2 separate regions of the Sus scrofa genome follow, and region 2 is linked to region 1. The links are chromatin contacts, called in public Hi-C maps. All regions are on one chromosome and are shown on one strand. The core of a region is the stretch at or near the end of the contact, and the rest is flanking DNA. Distances in the headings are between cores, read along the strand shown.

Region 1 (7,691 bases), core at 2,099-4,598:
ATTAATTCATTCATTTAGCTTTTATTGAAGTGCCCATCTTGTGCCAGAAACCGGGATACAGCAAAGAAAAAATTGTCGAAAGGTGCTGCTGTCCTAAAGCTTACCTCCTACCAGAGGAAACCACCAAGCAAGTTTCTAAATGTGCATCCTATTAAGATAGGATATTTATTACTTTATTGTCTTTGAAGTATCATGATGTAGCATGACCTGGGGTTAAGATGGGTCGGTGGGTACAAACCAGGAAGATGAGCCTGAATTCATTTTAACCACTAATTCAGTGATTCCGAACAACTCCCTTCACAGTCCCATCCTACCTCCCTCAGGGCTTTAAGTCAATGATAAAACATCTAGAGCCGTAAAAACATTACACAGATGCAGGGCTATGTCTTTTATGTTACAGCACAGTATTTAAAGAGAGCATAAAAGGGAGTTCCCGTCGTGGCGCAGTGGTTAACAAATCCGACTAGGAACCATGAGGTTGCAGGTTCGGTCCCTGCCCTTGCTCAGTGGGTTAAGGATCCGGCGTTGCCGTGAGCTGTGGTGTAGGTTACAGATGCGGCTCGGATCCTGCGTTGCTGTGGCTCTGGCGTAGGCTGGCAGCTACAGTTCCGATTAGACCCCTAGCCTGGGAACCTCCATATGCCGCGGGAGCGGCCCAAGAAATGGCAAAAAGACAAAAAAATAAAAAAATAAAGAGAGCATAAGATAAACTAAAATAAGGGAACACTTGATTCCTGGTGATTTTTTTTTTTTTTTTTGTCTTTTGAGGGCCACACCCGAGGCATATGGAGGTTCCCAGGCTAGAGGTTTAATTGGAGCTGTAGCCGCCGGCCTATGCCAGAGCCACAGCAACTCGGGATCCAAGCCACGTCTGCAACCTACACCATAGCTCATGGGAACGCCAGATCCTTAACCCACCGAGTAAGGCCAGGGATCGAACTTGAGTCTTCATGGATACTAGTCGGGTTCATTAACTGCTGAGCCACGAATGGGAACTCCCATTCCTGGTGATTCTTAAAATTGGCATCAAAAGACTTAAGATCAGGCTAGAATTCTAGAATTCTAACAGAAGCTATCATTTACTTTCAGCTGTTATTTCTCTGAAGCAGTCTTAGGAATGCAGGACATTCTAAATATCTCTTAAAGGGATCGCTGCTGAAGCATGCCGTCAGCCCTGAAAAAGAACTCATGAGTTTTAAGCATCTTCCTAACAGAAGGACTGAATGGCCAAACGTGTTGAATGAAAACCAGCCTTTCCAGCCCAAGCAGCATGGATCTGGCCAAGCTCAGGGCCACCGTGGATGAGGTCACTGGCCTCTGAGGTGTCTTTGTGTGTGACTCTCTGTACAGACCACTCCAGAACCTCTCTGAGGACATATGAAGGTGAGATGCACAGAGAAGACAAGATACTAGGCGTATCCTAAAGGAAGATGTGTTGTCTGGGCTGACCAGCCTGTGGGGCAGCCCAGATGAGGAGGGAATCAATGGAACTGAGTGACAGCCCCACCCCACCCCAAGATGACCCAGTGCTTCCAGCTTCCCAGCTTCCCATGCAGCCTGAGTTAACCCTGTCACCTGGAGGCATTGCATGGAATGATTCTTTTTTTTTTTTTTTTTTTTTTGTAGGGAACAGGTAGAATATTAATAGTGTCTGTTTTTCTAAAGCAAATACACCAAGATCTGCATGTCCTTCTGCAGGAGAGAAGTTACATGTGGACCAAGAAAATCCACATGTAATTTGGACTGCAAATTTCCAGTCCAAAGTCCATCTTTATTTAGAAAGCATGCTGACTGGCCCTTTTGCATTTCTACTGAAAATCAAGAGAAATACTCCCCGTCCGAGGCCCAAATGAAATGAAAGGATTACAGGCCATCAGTTTCTCCACAAGGAAATCAAGTGTGAGACCCCTCCCTAGCCCAACCTCCCTCTACTCCATGACAGTTTGGTGTGAGCCTCAGATAAACACCTATGTCTGCTCTCAAAATCGAGGAATCCCTGGGTCCAACAGCATTAGGAAGAAATCTCAGGTTTAGCTGAGGTCCAAAAGCATTAACAGAAATATCTGCATTTGTCTTGGCATTGTCTTTGATAAAACAAAGAGGTAGTAAAGAGAGTTCCCATCGTGGCTCAGCAGGTTACTAACCCGACTAGGATCTGAGGATGTAGGTTCGATGCCTGGCCTTGCTCAGGGGGTTAAGGATCCCACATTGCTGCAAGCTATGGCACAGACGCAGCTTGGATCTGGCATTGCTGTGGTTGTGTAAGCCAGCAGCTGCAGCTCCACTCTGATTCAACCCCTAGCTTAGGAACCTCTATTCGCTCTAGTACACCACAGGTGTGGCCCTAAAAAGCAAACAAATAACCCCCCCAAAAAAACAAAGGGGTAGTAAAAACATTCTGGCCGACTTCTGAAACTTGTCTCTCTTTAATTAAAAGAAAGAGTGCAAGGTCCAGCCCAGAAAAGAAAGTCATCTCTAATTTTGTGAGGTGCTAGAATATTTTAATTCAGGTCCAATTAACAAGTCTATTCTCCTTGATTTCAATTCAGTTAACTATTTACCATCTGCCTATTGACAAGCCAGAGGAGATATTCAGGATCTAAAAAAAGTGAGAAAATTTCTGGTCTATCAGGGAAGAAAGCAAATGACTGCAATACATCATTCCACTTTTTCTCCATTTTACTGATGAGGACCCAAGGCTGAGAAAGCATTTCTAAGTAATAAAGTATCCAAGAAATTAAATCACCTAAGATCAGACAAGACAAACCAGAATATCTACGACCTAGACTAGTCACTCCTATATTACAATTAGTAATACTGTTTAAATTGCACTGGCTAGAGTTCCCGTCGTGGCACAGTGGAAATGAATTCAACTAGGAACCATGAAGTTGTGGGTGTGATCCCTGGCCTCGCTCAGTGGGTTAAGGATCCGGAGTTGCCGTGAGCTGTGGTGTAGGTTGCAGATGCAGCTCAGAATCCTCTGTGGCTGTGGCTGTGGAGAGCAGCTGTAGCTCTGATTGGACCCCTAGCCTGGGAACTTCCATATGCTGCCTGTGTGGCCCTAAAAAAAGCAAAAAAAAAAAAAAAAAAAAAAAAAGCTCAATAAAATACATTGAGCTTGTTGAATGTCTAGTACAATACCTAGAAAGTTAAAGAATATTTGCAAAGTCTTGTCTTTCACCACCAAGTATTTAGTGTGGGCATGTTCGTTTCAGCTGGCCTCTTTTCCTAAATATGATGTAAATTTCAAAATGAGTCATCTGTGAAAGATTCCAAGTCTTCGAAGTTCTCTACGCGAGATGCAACCTTGATGACTGGACTGCGTAAAGGTTCTTCTTGCTCAAGGGCAAGGTGACAAACTGGAAAACAATCCTGTCCTTTCAAAGCAGTTGGGCAGAGTATGGACTATCCACAGAATAGCAGATTTAAATGGTAACTACACATAATTTGCCATTTGACAACATTTCAACAACAGGATGAATGGTTTAGAATGACTCTAAGCTGCTTTTTTAATCTTATAAATGCTACTTCAATGGCTGCCAGATTTGCTTTTAAAACTGTTTTGGGGTTTTTTTTGTTTTGTTTTGTTTGCTTTTTGTTAAGCCAGGAGCCTGTCAAGAAATATGAGGAAAATCAAACCAGTATGTTCCTTTCTATTCTCAAACCCTGTGTATTTCTAACTCAGGGACTTGGCAGCTTTTAAAATAGACCTCATCACTCCTCACAGTCACATACTTTTTTCTCCCACCTACCTTGCCTGTGTAATGTCAAAGAATCTTTTATATGAATTTCATTGCAAAAAATTCCCAACCTACTTCTGTCCATTTTAATTTTCATTAATGTATTATTATTATTTTTGTCTTTTTGCCTTTTCTAGGACCACTCCTGAGGCATATGGAGGTTCCCAGGCCAGGGGTCCAGTCAGAGCTGTGGCCACCGGCCTACACCAGAGCCACAGCATCACCAGATCCGAGCCACATCTGCGACCTACACCACAGCTCACGGCAATGCTGGATCCTCAACCCACTAAGCGAGGCCAGGGATTGAACCCACAACCTCATGGTTCCTATTTGGATTTGTTAACCACTGAGCCACAACAGGAACGCCAATGTATTAAATATTTACTAAGCATTTAATGATGCTTTATGCTGGGAAATCTAAGGACCAATAAGACACGTCTTTAGGAATAGTCTAGTGGGAAAGAAGGACAAGTTACCAAGAAATTATGGTAAACTGGCTAAGTGCCATGGCTACAATATCCCAGGGTTCCACAGAATCTCCAATAAATGGCACCTAACCCTGTACCTAGGAAGGCTTCACTCTTCTCTCCCAATCTGATGGTAAAACCAGAGGGGACCTGGACAGTTTCATCCACCTAGAGATTCTTGGCCCATAGCATAGGGCACATAGCATGTGCAAAGGCCCTGAGCCAATAGACAGGATGAGGAAGGCACTTATGGGGGAAGTTGGTTTGGTTTGACCAGAGCTTGTTTGTGTGTCTGGGAGGGGAGGAGGTCATCTGAAGGATGTTAGAGTTCATTAGTCAGGATTATAAGGGCCTTGGATGCTACACAAGGGACAAAATGCTTCAGAGTAAGTGCTTGGGCAGCAGAATGGCTGAGGGGATGTGGCCAGGCCATAACTCTATAAATGACCTAGTGAATGGATTAGAGTAAGAATGAGGGATGGGGGTGAGGCTCCTCACTGAGGGAATTGAGGTGAGTAGGTAACAGCCAGGCAGAGGACAGTGCAGAAGCAGCAGGTTCAGGGGAATGAATTCAACTCTGACACGTCACCTGAGGTGCCTATGGATGCCCACATGATGCCAACAAGCAGTGAGCCTTACCCACCTGGGCTCAGGAGGGGTCATCAAATACAGGTGCCACTGAGGCCAGAGATGAGGAAACCACCCAGGAAGAGTGGAGACTCTGGAAACACTCTCTAGAGTAGCAAGTTCTAGCAGAGGTTCACTCTCCACTCCCCACAGCCTCTGGATCTCACCCAGCTTGATTCCAGCCCCGAGGTGACCTGCTCTCCAACCCCTGGTCCTGACTGCTTCTTAAGAAATGAGCATAGAGGGAGTTCCCGTTGTGATTTAGCATTAATGGACCAGACTAGTATCCGTAAGAATGAGGTTTCGATCCTTGGTCTTGCTCAGTGGGTTAAAGATGCAGTGTTGCCATGACCTTCGGTGTGGGTGGCAGAAGAGGCTCGGATCTGACATCATTGTGGCTGTGGTGTAGGCCGGCAGAACTGCCATATGCTGTGGGTGTGGCCCTAAAGAGACCAAATAAAAGGAGCGAGGGGGAGAAATGAGCATCCATTCTATGTGCAGTTTGCCTTATAGAGTGGCCGCTTTGTTCATCATCTCTCATCTGTGGTGAAAAGTACTCCCCATTGTTTAAAATAAAACAAAAAGCAGTCCTAACTCCTTTATCCTATCAAATAGGTAAGGCAGCCAAATAGTGTGTCAGGTCCCCTTCTTTTTTTAAAAAAACTTTTTTAAGGGCCACACTGCAGCATATGGAAGTTCCCAGGCCAGGGGTCAAATCAGTGCTGCCGGCCTACACCACAGCCACAGCCAAGATCTAAGCCAGATCTGAGCTAAGTCTGCAACCAGCACAGCTCATGGCAAGGCCAGATCCTTAACCCACTGAGTGAGGTCAGGTGTCAAACCCGCATCCAGGTTACTAGTCAGGTTCGTTACCGCTGAGCCACAATGGGAACTCCTCTTTTTGTTTTTTATAGGGACACACCTGCAGCATATGAGGTTCCCAGGCTAGGGGTTGAGTCAGAGCTGTTGCTGCTGGCCTATACCATAGCCACAGCACCACAGGATCCAAGCCTCAGGGGTGATGTACACCGCAGTTCACAGCAACCGCGGATCCTTAACCCACTGAGCAGGGTCAGGGATCGAACCCATATCCTCACAAATGCTGTTCAGGTTCATTACCGCTGAGGCACAACGGGAACTACGAGGTCCCCTTCTTAAAGAAATTCAAATCCTGACTCTTCAATAATTGGTGTTAGGAAAACTGGATGTCTACATGTCAAGGAATGAAATTGGATTCTTACCTAGTACTATATGCAAAAATCAATTCAAAATGGATGAGACTTAATTGTGGAGCTGAAACTACAAAACTCCTGGAAGCAAATAGGACTCAGTATCAGACTTGATGATTTTTTCTATTTGACACCAAATGTTTTTTTTTTTTTTTTTTTTTTTTTTTGTCTTTTCTTGGGCTGCTCTCGTGGCATATGGAGATTCCCAGGCTAGGGGTCTAATTGGAGTCGTAGCCACCTGTCTACGCCAGAGCTACAGCAACGCAGGATCCGAGCCGCGTCTGCGACCTACACCACAGCTCACGGCAATGCCGGATCATTAACCCACTGAGCAAGGGCAGGGATCGAACCCGCAACCTCGTGGTTCCTAGTCAGATTCGTTAACCACTGCACCACGACGGGAACTCCGACACCAAATGTTTAGGCAGCAAAACAAATGGGACTACATCCAGCTAAAAAGCTCCTGCACAGTAAAGGAAACTATCAACAAAGCGAAAAGGCGACCAAGGCAATGGGAGAAAATATTTGCAAACTATTTATCTGAAAAGGGGTTAATATCCCCCCAATATATGGAATTCATTCAACTCAATAGCAAAATAATACTAATAATAAAATGGGCAAAGGGTTTACTTAAATAGACATTTTTCCAAAGACATCCAAATGACCAAGTATATGAAAAAGGTACTCTCCGTCACTAGTCATTTGGGAAATGTGACTCAAGGCCACACCCGTTAGAATGGCCATCATCAAGACAAGAGATGGCTGTTTTCAAGGAGATGGAGAAAGGGGAACCCTTGTGCACCACTGGTGGGAAACTAGTGCAGTCACTATGGCAAACCGTATGGAGAGGTCTCAAAAAATGTAAAACAGTACTACGTCACCAAGTAACCCACTTCTAGGTTTGTATCTGAAGGAAATGAAATTGCTCTCCTAAAAAGGCATCTGCACCCTCACGTGCCTTACAGCACTATTCGCAAGAACTGAGAATAGGCAATTCTGCCATTTCCAACAACATGGGTGAACTCGTTGCAGAAAAAAGCCAGACAGACAAATACTGCTTGATCTCACTTACATGTGTAATCTAAAAACAAAATAAAACAAAAAACTTAAACACATGAAAGGAAACTGTGAGGTGATGGATATGTTAACTAGCTTGATGGTAATTATTGCACAATGCCTACATACATCAGGCATCACACTGCACATCTTAAATACATACAATTTTTATTTGTAAATCGTATCTCAATAAAGCCAAGACAGGTGGACAATTTCTGAACCTTCCACTTAGCAGGCAGCAAGGGCTCCTTACACTGTACGGAGTCAGTGGGTTTACAGTATAGTCTAGAGCTCAGGACTTGTGACTGTCATCACACGTGCCTGGGTGGCCAGTGCCCGCCCAGAGCTCCAGCCTCTTCCTTAAGTGTGTGTGAGACAAGGAGAGTGAGAAGCAGGGACAGAAGCTGTCCTCGTGTGGAGACTCTGGTTCTAATCTTAAAGATTTTACTGAGGAGCTAACACATGCCACTACTTCTTAAGCAAATTCAAGTTAGATTTCTATATGGGTGTCCTAATTAATGCAGGGAACTGCAAAGGATGCTTTCGAAAACCGCTGCAGTGCTCTACAGGAA
Region 2 (7,420 bases), core at 1,296-3,795, 510 kb before region 1:
GGATCCTGCGTTGCTATGGCTGTGGTGTAGCCTGCAGCTTCAGCTCCAATTTGACCCTTAGCTTGGGAACCTCCGTATGCCCTAAAAAGCCAAAAATAAAATAAATAAAAAATTTTAAAAAAAGAAAGAAACGGGGATTTGAACACAGACACACAAAGAGGAAGGACCACGTGAACATATAGGGAGAAGAGAAGCCAGGGAGAGGAGCCTCCGAAGAAATTGTGAGAAAATACATCCTGGCTGTTTATGTCACCGGTGTGTGATGCTTTGTTATGGCAGCCAAAACACAATCACCACAAATGTCTTTCACTTTTGAAAAGATGGCTATTTAATCATGGGTCAAGGGAGTACGATAGATCAATATCTCACTAAAGTCACTTTGTCAAGTGTGCTTACTTCAAGAAGCACTTGAAAGTGGGGGTGGAGGAAAGGTTTCGACGTTGAACGACTTTGGAAACTATAACAAACCCTCGTTCCTTCTTAATACCCTCTATAATCTCGGTATGTCAAAGCGCTTGAGAGGTCCCACAGTAACACCTGTCTTAACTGGCTGGGTGTGACTCGGTTTCGAAAACTTGGAGGGACTTTTTTTTTTTTTTTAAGATAGAATTCTGAATAGGTAAGTCAGTATTCTTGGAATATGCTTTGGGAACACTCGTGTGAGCCGAAAATGAAGCAGCTGTTCTGAGAATGTGCAGATGCCATGAAGCAACCTTGAAAGAGCGTAGGATTCAGAAGGCTGGAGAAGAGAACCTAAGAGGTTTCCAGGCTCTCATGCCCAAACCTGTGCCATCATGACCTGGACAGGAGGACATAGGAGGCTGGTTGGGGCTGGAGCTAAGGGCTCCTGGTGCTGTCCCAGAGGACCATCATTACCTCCGAGGAGAGCCCGAGTCCTCGAATTTCCTATTGCAGAATAAGGAGCGGAATTTAGAAAAGCTGGCTCTTGGTGTCTTCCTTTCAGACCCCCCGGTGATCAGTCCCCTCCTCAGCAGAACAGAAAGCTCACAATAGAATGTAAAATGGTGCAGCCACTATGGAAAACCGTGTGGAGGTTCCCAAAAAACTAAACATAGAGTCGCTGTATGATCCAGTAATCCCACTCCTGGGCATCTATCTGGACAAAACTATGATTTGAAAAGATAATGCACCCCTATATTCATAGCAGCGCTATTCTCAGTAGCCAAGACTTGGAAGCAACCTAAATGTCCATCAGCAGAGGACACATATCTACAATGGAATATGACTCAGCCATAAAAAAGAAGGAAAGAATGCCTTTTGTAGCAACATGGATGGATATAAAGATTATCATACTTTGTGAAGTTAGACAGTGAAAAAACAAATATCATATAATATAACTTTTATGTGGAATATAAAATATCACACAAATGAATTTATCTATGAAACAGAAACCGACCCACAGACATAGAGAATCAACTTGTGGTTGCCAAGGGGAAGGAGGGCTGAGGGAGGGATGGAGTAGGAGAGTGGGGTTAGCAGATGCAAACTATTCTAGATAGAATGGATAAACAAGGTCCTGCTGTACAGCGTGGGGAACTAGGTTCAATATCCTGTGATCAAACACAATGAAAAAGAATATATATGTATAACTGAATCACTGTGCTGAACAGCAGAAATTAACACAACATTGTGAATCATCTACACTCCAATAAAATAAATTAAGCAATGAGATCCTGCTGTATAGCATAGGGAACTATACATAGTCACTTATGATGGAACATCATGGAGGATAATATGAGAAAAAGAATATATATATATGGATGACTGGATCTCTTTGTTGTACAATAGAAATGGACAGAACACTGTAAACCAATCATAATGGAAAAAATAAAAATCATTAAAAAGTAAATAAAAAGATTAAAAAAAAAAAAAAAAAAAAAGCAGCTCCAGAATACTAGCCTATTAAATTCTGCAAATCAATGGAGTCAAAGGCCGGAGAGAGCGCGCAATATCAGCTTCAGGCCACCAGATGGCGCGCGGCATCCACAGTGCTTCTGCGCCGGCCTCTGGTTGGTCCCCGCGCTGGCCCAGGGCCCAGAGAAAACGTGTTGTGCGGCTCCTCTTAGGGGAGCGCCCTGTACGGGTTTTTTTCCCCTTACACTTTAGAAAACCTGTGTATAGAAGAGCATGTGAAACACCACACTGCACAGCTGTGCTCTTCCTGTGCTGTCCTTCCAGGGGACACGTCAGCAGCATTTTCCCCTTGTCTGGAGAGTTTCAAAGCCCAGTTTCTTCTTGCATTTTTGTTCTCCCTGGATCTTGAAGTCTGTAGGACTTAGCTTCCATTTTGAAACCCACAATCCTGCTGAAATAGAATCGCTTGGAAAAAAATATCCCAAGGATTGTTTATTAGGTCAGGCAACCACATTTCTGGCACGGAAAGGAACTCTGCAGACACTTTGTTACTCTGGTATTCTGACAGCTAACACAGTGGGGTGTAAAATTTTTACGTAATCCCAAACCTCAGCCCTGAAGAGTTAATGATGTTACTCATGCCACTGGGGCATGAAAGAAAGACTCGCATTTTTGGGCGGTTACTGCTTGCCCAGCGTGGTGCAGTGAGCCATGAGGCTGAAGGCCAAGGGACTCTGGCCACCCAGGCAGTGAAATAATTCCCCAGAAATGCACTGCCTGGAGTGGAAATGCTAGGAAAGGGAACATTCATTCCAGGGCATTATGGACGGTCATTCAGTCTGAAGTTTGCTCGCCTCTCAACATGGCCAATCTCACACTTGGGACATATTACATAGATACCAGGAAATGATGGAAATCAAGCAGTGGTCAAGGCTGGGTTGTAAGCAGTGAACTCTTTCCTTCTTTTCAGTTCCAATAAGATGAATAATGAATAACCTAGTTTTTGAATGGAAAGCACATTTCAATAGATGGGTGATGCTTTCAGAAAGGCCTTTGAGAGTTTCCGTTTATTTCCTTCTTTCTTTCTCTTTCAGAAGTAGGGCCCTGGAGTGGAAGACAGAAGCGATATTCCAATAGTTGAGGGCCTACATTTTTTACCCATTCAGAGACTTGTGTGAATAAAGAAAAGCAGACTCTAATATCTACCTTGGCACCTACTATTTGCTAGGCCTTCTGTTGTATGTTTTAAAAGTACTTTATTATTTCATCTTCCTGACAATTTAGTGGTTGGCACTGGCCCAGGTTTTCAGATGAGAAACCTCAGTTCAGAGAGGTTAAGGAGCTTGCCTGAAGTCACACAGCCAGTAAATGTGAGAACTAGGAGACAGACCCAGTTATGCCTGACTTCAAAGCCTGGTTTGTTCTCTTTCACCAAGGCATGTCATGGACTCACAGAACCTTCGAGACGAGAGGGATTTGGGAATTTATTTATTTATTTATTTATTTATTTATTTATTTTTGGCCGCCACCCCCCCCCCCCCCCCCGCATGTGAAAGCTCCCTGGCCAGGGATTGAACCCACATCACAGCAGCAACCCAAGCAGCTGCAGTGACAATGCCAGGTCCTTAACCCACTGAGCCATAGAGGAACTCCTAGGAGGTCATTTAGATAAACCGTCTAAATAAGGCAGGAATTCCTTTTCCAGCATTCTCCATAAGTTGTAAGTCTATGTGTGTCTGAAATCAAAAGCTGAAGCCTAGAGAGAAATAAGAGCAAGACTTCAGAAGACAGATGGAGGGCCTAGATAAATATCCTAGATTTTGTTTCAATTTTATTTAAAAATTCAACAACACACACACACACAAGATGGCTGTAGTAGTCTCAGGTGTGAGTGCTATAATTAAAAGAGATTCAGAGGAATTCAAAACACCTTCCCATACCAGAAATGTACATTCTGGTAAAAAGCCCCCTCTCAGTGCTGGGGAAAGTGAACCACAGGGAGGGAGGGTAGGTGACGGGCCTCAGGCCACACAACAAGTCGGTGGCCAGGCTAGAAATAGCCCTGAACGCTGTGTGTCCCGGCTGTCCCTGGGTGCTGCTCTCCTTGCCACCTCACACTTAGTCCCTTGTCATGACTAGCTGTGTGTGAATTTGGTAAGGAAACCCAAAACCGGGTTTCAGTTTTCATTACATACCGGAAACTTGGCCTCAGATCACTAAAAAGCTCACCGTGGTTTGTGAGCCTCGCAAGCAGATGGAGCCAGGTTCCTGCCATGCGCCTGCCCTGCCGAGGCCAGCAGGGATTTGTGGGTCTGAGCGGGAACCACGTACAATTCCGTAGCCTCGGCAGGGCCGGGTCCCAGGTGCAGGCCGGCCTGGGGTGACACTGGGAGGATAGGAGCCTGGGCAGATCTCAGCCACTGTGGGGGACAGAGCAGAAGGGGACAGATGATATAAGAGGTGGGCATATTCATTTGCAAAAGAAGTTATGGAAGTTGCTGGTGAGATTTATCTTGGTAATTAAGTGATAATGGCTGTATAAAGCTGCTTGAGATGGAATCCCTGTAAAATACTGACAGGACGGAGGTCCTTTTGAGAAATTGTCTTATTGTTTTCAGAAGCAATTTGGGTTTCTACAGTACTATATACCCGCTAACTAGGAACGCCTCAAAGAGTCCTCGTTAGGCAGGGCCCCGGGCCGGCCCATCAGTGCAGATCCCAAAGATCGACCATCTCTAAGTCGCCTGTATTAGCTCACTCCACTATTCCTGCCCCCGGCCCTCAGAGGAAGGACACAAAGTTGTGGGGGTTTTTTTGTTTGTTTGTTTGTTTTTGTTTTTTTTTTAGGGCCGCACCTGCAGCATACGGAGGTTCCCAGGCTAGGGGTCACATTGGAGCTACAGCTGCCAGCCTACACCACAGCCACAGCAATGCCAGATCCAAGCCGTGTCTTCAATCTACACCACAGGTCACGGCACCACCAGATCCTTAACCCATTGAGCCAGGCCAGGGATCGAACCTGTGTCTTCATGGATCCTAGTCAGGTTTGTTAACCACTGAGCCACAGAGAGAACTCCCAATGAAAATGTTCTTTTAATGGCATGGAAAAGTAGGGAGTGTTTTGTTTTGTCTTAAACCATTAAGATCCTCTGTACAACCAGCTTGAAATAACCAGTTTAGTGAAGGGGAATTAGGGGAATTTTGAAGTGACCAGGCTCAAGGAGCATCCAAAGATCTTGCAAGAATTCAAGTTCAAACTACTGTGTAAAACGGAGGTGGCTCTCTCCGCTTGCCGGCTGGCAATGGTGGCCCAAATATCCATCAGGCTGGGGAAAAGGAATAAGGGAGAAAAATATTCTCTAAATATTCTCTGGAGTTCCATTGTGGCTCAGTGGGTTAAGGACATGACATTGTCTCTGTGAGGATTCAGGTTCAATCCCTGGCCTCGCTCAGTGGGTTAAGGATCAGGTGTTGCCTCAAGCTGCCATGTAGGTCACAGATGCAGTTGGATCCGATGTTGCCTTGGCCGTGGTGTAGGCTGGCAGCTGCAGCTCCGATTCGACTCCTGGCCTAGGAACGTCCATATGTCGCAGGTGTGGCTGTAAAATAAGTGCATGAATGAATAAATAAATAAATAATCTCTAAAATATTAACTATATATACATATATAATATATACTTTAATATGTTATAGCTGTATTTTTTTTTTTGTCTTTTTGCTATTTCTTTGGGCCGCTCCCGTGGCATATGGAGGTTCCCAGGCTAGGGGTCTAATCGGAGCTGTAGCCACTGGCCTACGCCAGAGCCACAGCAACGCAGGATCCAAGCCGCGTCTGCAACCTACACCACAGCTCACGGCAACGCTGGATCATTAACCCACTGAGCAAGGGCAGGGACCGAACCCGCAACCTCATGGTTCCTAGTCGGATTTGTTAACCACTGCGCCACGACGGGAACTCCTATAGCTGTATTTTAATTATATATATAAGTTTCTCTTTCCCTAAATGGTGGAAGTCTAAATAAATAGCTGGTCCTCGGAAAGAGAGTGTAGGAAACAGTACCTCCCTTACAATGCTTTGACTTAATGAGTTCTGACTTCATGATGGTTTGAAAGTGATATGCATTCAGTAGAAATGCATTCTTCGAATTTTGAATTGTGACCTTTCTCCAGGCCAGGGATATGTGGCACCATCCTCCATCCTCTGGGCCAGGCTGGGACCTGGGACCTTGGACCCTTTGCTGCAGTGGCTGCAATGCTTGCCCCTTGGAGTTCCCTTCGTGGCTCAGTGGAAACAATCTGATTAGTATCCATAAGGATGCAGGTTTGATCCCTGGCCTTGCTCAGTGGGTTAAGGATCTGGCGTTGCCGTGAGCTGTGGTGTAGGTCACAGACATGTCTCAGAGCTGACATTGCTGTGGCTGTGGTATAGGCCAGCAGCTGCAGCTCCGATTCAAGCCCTGGCCTGGGAACCTCATACGCCACAGGTTGGCCCTAAAAAGCAAAAAAAAAAAAAAAAAAAAAAAAAAAGCTTGCACCAGCACAAACACCTCCTGGAGCAACAAAATACAAAGAAACTATAAGGAGCTAAAAATAACTATGTGCATGCGCAATTGCACAAATTATAAACAATGAGATACAAAAAAAACCCCTAAACTCCCACAGCCACTTAGGCCACTTAGTCAAAGCAGGGTAGGCACATGCCCCTGGCACACAACACCACCAAAGGTGGGCAGACCTCCTGAGCCACCCCTTTAGTGGGACGCCTGGACCCATGCCTATCCTCTTCTCATATAAGGAACCAGCTCGCCCCCCTCAGCAAGCGAGCAAGCAAGGGAACCTGTTGTTTGTTTTCCCTCCCTGTCTGCTGCTGCTGCAGGGGCCCCAGTAAAGCCTTGCCTGAATTTCTTTCCTGGCCTCTTATCAATTTCTATTGATTGAGGAGGCCAAGAACCCACATCAGTAACAGTGCTGGGCAGTGAATTGCAGCTTCTGGTCAGCAGATCATGAGGGTAAGCACCGGATACACCTACCACTGGTCTGTACCCAGACGGCCACTCTGTTTTTCACTTTCAGTACAGCATTCAGTAAATTGCATGAGAGGTTGAACACTTTGTCGTGAAATAAGCTTCGTGTTAGATGACTTTGCCCAACTGCAGGCTAATGAAGGTGTTCATACATTATCTACTTACAATATTTTCAACTCACAATGCGTTTATTGGGATAGAGCCCCATCATAAGTTGAGAAAGTTCTGTATTTTGAACGTTCAAGGTGCAGCTTGCTTATGGGAAGTAGGAACCAGCTCCGCTTCCCACACTCGTCCACTTTCAGGGTCTCTCTCTTTCCCTTTTTTTTTTTTTTTTTTTTGGTCTTTTCTAGGGCTACTCCCGTGGCATATGGAGGTTCCCAGGCTAGGGGTCGAATCGGAGCTACAGCTGCCGGCCTACACCACAGCTCATGGCAACGCCAGATCCTTAACCCACTGAGCGAGGCCAGGGATCAAACCCGCAACTAGCAACACCAGATCCTTTAACCCACTGTGCTGGG

The links. A called contact is a pair of places that touch in the nucleus more often than the background predicts.
Region 2: a contact with region 1 is called in a Hi-C map of mesenchymal stem cells, with 4 times the contacts expected there. The contact joins two enhancer-like sites. A contact is called at or near these places in 4 of 5 promoter capture datasets (fetal liver, fetal skeletal muscle, liver and 1 more), 16 of 47 Hi-C or Micro-C datasets (adipose tissue, alveolar macrophages, blood and 9 more) and 1 of 2 datasets of contacts at active chromatin or transcription factors (skeletal muscle).

What each region holds. Positions count from the first base shown.
Region 1 is chr14:56,129,773-56,137,463 of Sscrofa11.1, reverse strand. No RefSeq gene overlaps it. Among named protein-coding and RNA genes, the nearest start is that of TOMM20, 21 kb to the right of the region's middle. Within about 2 kb of position 3,348, at least 4 of the 83 cell types and tissues checked have an H3K27ac peak or open chromatin away from gene starts, as enhancers often do. A contact at or near this core is called in embryonic fibroblasts and liver, where this site is marked.
Region 2 is chr14:56,641,891-56,649,310 of Sscrofa11.1, reverse strand. No RefSeq gene overlaps it. Among named protein-coding and RNA genes, the nearest start is that of TARBP1, 24 kb to the left of the region's middle. Within about 2 kb of position 2,545, at least 55 of the 83 cell types and tissues checked have an H3K27ac peak or open chromatin away from gene starts, as enhancers often do. A contact at or near this core is called in embryonic fibroblasts and liver, where this site is marked.